2 separate regions of the Mus musculus genome follow, and region 1 is linked to region 2. The links are chromatin contacts, called in public Hi-C maps. All regions are on one chromosome and are shown on one strand. Each heading gives the region's core, a stretch centred on a gene start, on an enhancer-like site or on the middle of the called end of the contact. The rest is flanking DNA. Distances are from core to core; before and after follow the strand shown.

The links. A called contact is a pair of places that touch in the nucleus more often than the background predicts.
Region 1: a Hi-C map of the N1E-115 cell line shows a contact between it and region 2, with 2.6 times the contacts expected there. The contact joins two enhancer-like sites.

The regions. Positions count from the first base shown.
Region 1 is chr1:78,337,044-78,339,783 of GRCm38.p6, forward strand. The region is part of intron 1 of Sgpp2 (sphingosine-1-phosphate phosphatase 2); the gene reads left to right. Among named protein-coding and RNA genes, the nearest start is that of Gm51634, 18 kb to the right of the region's middle. Within about 2 kb of position 1,263, at least 32 of the 459 cell types and tissues checked have an H3K27ac peak or open chromatin away from gene starts, as enhancers often do. A contact at or near this core is called in the N1E-115 cell line, where this site is marked.
Region 2 is chr1:78,001,679-78,004,420 of GRCm38.p6, forward strand. No RefSeq gene overlaps it. Among named protein-coding and RNA genes, the nearest start is that of Gm26263, 100 kb to the left of the region's middle. Within about 2 kb of position 1,468, at least 3 of the 459 cell types and tissues checked have an H3K27ac peak or open chromatin away from gene starts, as enhancers often do. A contact at or near this core is called in the N1E-115 cell line, where this site is marked.

The sequences.
Region 1 (2,740 bases), core at 13-2,512, 340 kb after region 2:
TATTACTTTGCGACAGAGTCTCTCACTGGTAGCTAGGTTAGTGACCAGCAAGCCCTACCAGCCTCCTGAATCTCTTTCTGCCCTGCATAGTGTTTAGGTTACAGGTATACGCAGCCATGCCAAGTTGCTTGTTGTTGTTGTGTTGTTTGATTGTTTGTTTTGTACAGCAATTTCCAATACCCACGGTGCCATCTCTCCAGCCCAATGTGTGTCAATTCTTTTGATGACCTCTGGAGGTCATGTCCAGTGGTTACCCTGTACCTTCCAGGTTGCACTCTATGATGCCTGCATTGTGAGAAACTTGCCTGATGATGTGTGTCTCAGAACAGTTCCCTGTTGCTAAAGGATTCATTCTAGTTTAATGCCAGATTTAAAAAAAAAAAAGTGTAGTAAGGAAATGTATAGCTGGAAAAAGCTAGAGAAAGAGAGAGAGAATATGCCTCCAGCACCATGAGACTGCGCTGGGCATACAGGAGTGAATATATCACATGAGACACCTACTGTCCCTATGACAAGATACTGAGGCAGGGCGTGATCCAAAATGACCACTTAGTGTCCGGCCACACCTAACTTTTGGTTCAAGCTGTGAAACACATGCTTGGGAATGCCTCCCAGAGCTGAGAATTTAGGAATCATTTAGTGTCTGCATCGCAGTGAGACTGGGGGCTCTCACTGGATTCTGTATGAAAAGAATCCAACACAGCTCTTTTGAATTTTATGTTTGCTCTGTGTGAGGAACACCACATTCGACTCCCCACCCCATGACTTCTTGGTTTCTACTCATCCATTCAGGCTGATGACACAAACAACTCCACTTCTGTCATGTTGCAAGCCTTGTGACATTTTCCAGCATGAGGGATGGTGAAGAGAGCATAGATCTGCGGTCTGACAGTTGGCTTGGGATATTTCCTATCTCACTTTGTAGCATATAAACATGGACATACAGGTTAACCTCTCGGAGGAAACTCCCACTCCTGCAAAGCGGCGTTAGTCCTCATTCCGAGTATGATATTGTGGCGAGTGTGGGAGAAAAGGCAGATGGCAGGCACCCAGAAAGTGTGTATTAAGTGCTCAGTCCATTGCTAGCATTAGGAGACCCTGCATTATCTGATGTTAGGTTCACAGCGTGGAACAAGTTTCCAAGAAACATGATGTTTTCTGTGCAGAAGTCTCACGCTCGAAATTTTATAGACTGTGAACAGCCTGGTGACATGACGCGGGGCGAGGCTCCCCTGGTGGCGTCTCTCTGAAGCTCAGCATGCAGAGTGTTTTATCTCCCCAGTTTACATGCTTGTGCAGACAGCAGAATATGGAACCAGTCAGACTCCTCATTATGACAGTGGTCCAGAGCCAGGAGCCAATCATCCAGTGACAAAGAGCTTGGTGACCAGCTGTTCTCCATCTCCAGTGAGCCGAGAGCAAGAGGAAATGGGTTTAAGCTGCGTGAAGGATTGGGTTATTTATGGCCGAGTTTCCTGATGCTGAAGGTTGCTCAACATTAGGACTGGATTACAGAGAGAGGCTGGAGAATTCCCATTGGTGGAGATTGTGAAAACATGTTCTTGTTTGTGACATTGCTAAGAGCTGTCTTCCAACTGTGCTCTGTCTTGTCTCTCTCCCTTTCCACCCAGATGGTCCAATCGAACCATCCCTAACAGACTAGATACAGGGAGGATCGAAGCTGTCAGAATACTGTCCACTTTGGGGCAGTCTGATCTCGGGTTTTTATATTCTACATGAAGTTTACACGCACAAGTTAAATTAGCTGGCACCTAGCATATCAATGTCTTCCTACAAGATGAAAAATGCAAGGGCGCCAGTTTATGGCTTTGATTAATGTGGATTGCATGTGTGATGTGTTTTCCATTGCTGGGGGTTAAATTTAGGGTCCCCTGTGTACTGAGATGGTGATGTACCATGGAGCCACACCCTCAGCCCCACACTTCTTCCCTTGTAAAAGCATAGTCTTGTACCTATTGTGGCAAGGTCTGTGTCCCAGCACACAGGAGAGTGGGACAGGAGAATCAGCCTTACTATGTAGAAAGTCTGTCTCAAAAATACCTAGAAAGGCCTGGAAAGATAGCTCAGTTACCAAAGTGCAAGGCAAGCATGGGACCTGGGTTTAATCCCCAGGACCCCCATAGAAAACGTCAGGCATCGTTATATGGGCATTGAATCTCGGTGCTTGCAAGGTGGACACAGGCAGATTCCTTACTCCACAGCCTTAGTCCCGACAGCCTAACTCCATAACTTTCAGGCCAGTGAGATAGGGAGAGAGAGAGAGAGAGAGATCCTGTTTCAAAAAACAAAACAAAACAAAACAAACAAACAAACCAAAAAAAAAAAAACAAAACGTAGGAAGTGCCTGAAGTTATTCTCTGGCCTCTACATGTATATGTGTGCTCCCTCCCCCCATCCATCCCTCCTCCCGTCCATGTACATCTGTGCACACGCATGCATGGATACATGTACACCTGCATATACACACATATACACTTTCACACACTCGTGTACTTACACATTTGTACACACACACACAGAAACAACCCCAACTAAATAAAATAAAATAAAATAAAATAAAATAAAATAAAAGAATATAGCCCTTACCAGCAACAGCCACTTCTTGCCACAATTCCTGTGAGAGTGTACACTGTTGCCAGAGTGCAACTTTCAAGAGCAACACCGTTACTGTTTTAAGAGCCAGAGTGTGCGTGGACACGCGGCTGTAATTCTGGCATCC
Region 2 (2,742 bases), core at 218-2,717:
TTTGTCTCTGTAACTCCTTCCATGGGGATTTTGTTCCCCCTTCTAAGAAGGTCTAAAGAAGTATCCACACTTTGGTCTTCCCTCTTCTTGAGTTTCATGTGTTTTGTGAATTGTATCTTGGGTATTCCGAGCTTCTGGGCTAATATCCACTTATCAGTGAGTGCATATCATATGAGTTCTTTTGTGATTGGGTTACCTTACTCAGGATAATATCCTCCAGATCCATCCACTTGCCTAAGAATTCCATAAATTCATTGTTTTTAATAGCTGAGTAGTACTCCATTGTGTAAATATACCACATTTTCTGTATCCATTCCTCTGTTGAGGGGCATCTGGGTTCTTTCTAGCTTCTGGCTATTATAAATAAGGTTGCTATGAACATAGTGGAGCATGTGTCCTTATTACATGTTGGAACATCTTCTGGATATATGCCCAGGAGTGGTATTGCTGGATCCTCCAGTAGTACTATGTCCAATTTTCTGAGGATCCACCAAACTGATTTCCAGAGTGGTTGTACCAGTTTGCAATCCCATATAATAATAAATAAATCTTACAAAAAAAAAAAAAAAAAAAAAAAGGATGGAGTCTCCTCTAAAACCTTCAGAATTAAGCTCTCTCCCAGTCTCTCCACCTTTGGTATGAAACATCCAACAAAACTGTAAGCCAAGGAATGTGTGCTGCTTCTGTCACTTGGATTTTCCTTTATTAAATTTTATTACATTAATAAATAGTGTGTGTGTGCATTGCAGGGGCGGGAATGTGTATGCAACATAGAGAGTATACATAGGTCAGAGGACAGCCTGCTGGTATCTATCCTTTCCATCCACCATGCAGGTCCCAAGGACCAAATTCAGTTTGTCAGACGTAGCAGGAAATGCTTTTAACCTCTGAACCATCCTGCTGGCCCCGTTTGTGATGTTTGTAAAATGACTGCAATAAAACATGGGATTGGTTTACTGTTCTTAATGAACCCTTTAAATACTCTAAATTTGATATGAGGAAAATACAAATTATGTTAAAGGAAAGCTCTTTTGGGATTTTGATGGTTTTTAGATATAGAAAGAGAGCTGAGACGAAAACTTGAAGGAAGACAGGATTAGTGGACCCCTTCTTGTTCATAAAGCAAGCCAGTGGATGCCAAAGACAGTCTCTTGCATCAAGTACCAGGGGAATTTGTCATTCTTATCTAATTGGAATCTCCAGAGTTCTGTCCCAGGAAATTATCGTTTTGGGGTTTTGTTTTGTTTTGCTAAAAAAAAAAAAAAAAAAAAAAAAAAAAAAAAAAAAGAACAAGCTTGCCAGCCAGTCCTTCTGTTAACTAAGGACTAGAGATGGAAATAGCCAAAACGGGCATTTCATCCATCTCTTTGGGAATTCAAGGATAGAGACATGCTTTGGTTACCCCAGCACTAAAAGAGATGATGTGTGAGGTCAGCTCTTACAGGAAGAGCTCACAAACCCCTTTGAGAGCAGAGGCCGGCAGCTCTTGGCCTGCCCCAGTGGGCTTCCCTCTTAACTTCCTTCAAATAGCTCCAAACTCCTCCAGACTCCTTCATGCAAGTGGCTTTGGCTCACTGATACCCCAAATTCACCTCCAGGCAACTTTGCAGTTTCTGCTTGATTGCCAACTGGCAGATTCTCTTGTCTTTCTTAATCGCACTTCCACAGATAGAAGATATGATTGGTCTAGCTTGTCTCCTAGAGCCAGGCCATGCTCAAATTTGTCAGACAGCCCATGCCTCTGCTGCTCTGAAATCAAATTCACCTATCTGCCTTAATAATCTGAGTACGGGGGCCTAGATAAACAAGGCACAGGACATGAGTGGCCATGCAGCAGACACTGTGGGCAGGGCACTGTTCCCTTGGAAGGGCCTGTGGCAGAAGAGCTGTTATGATTATTATCATCAGAGTGGTTTTTGTTTTGCTCTCATAGTACAGAAGAACCCATCTTGTATTGTGTTATGTTTTTTTATCAGTTCAGTTGTCTTTTGATGGAAATACTGATAGACGGGCTGACAGTTCAAGTGTTGGTAGGATATGAAGATTCTAGAAATACAGGCTATGTGATTCTCTCTGCTTCTTTCATTTATCCAGTATTCATTGCTAAGTAATGTTATCCTAGCTATTTTTTTCTCCTCCCTCATCTCCATGGCATCTCACTTGACCCTCTCTTTCCTCCCTTTCTACCCTCCCCCACCTGCTTTGCAATCTTAGTATTAAAAAAAAAAGGAAAATAAAGTATTCTCAAAGGAAAATAAAGCATGCTCCCAGTGTGGTCTACTTCACTGGCTTACGAGGTTTGCTTCGGATCTAGGACAGTTTTACGAACTGTTTTTGTCCTTTGATTGTTTTCCTTTAAAGGAGGGAAAGCATGCAAATATTAAATTATTTATTGTAAATGTAACAACCAATGCATACTTCAATTTTTGGGGCTTGTCACTTTAGAGCACGCAGCAAGTGTTGAGATGGAGCAGAGGCCCTGCCTTTGTGTATCCGTACCCACAGATTTCAGCATGTGTGACGGTTTAGTTTTGTGTTTGGGTAAATTATTTGTGTGTGTGTCATTGTATAATTTCTTCTGTGTTTGTGTGTGTATGTTTGTAGTTTTCTTGGTATGTGTGTGTGTGTTTCAATGGAACAAGATCACATTGTTTTCTTATGCTGCCCTGTATATTTTTCATTTGTTACTGAGAATTGAAAGAAGGCAGTTTCTATTTTGACTAAATTGTTAGACTGCTCCAA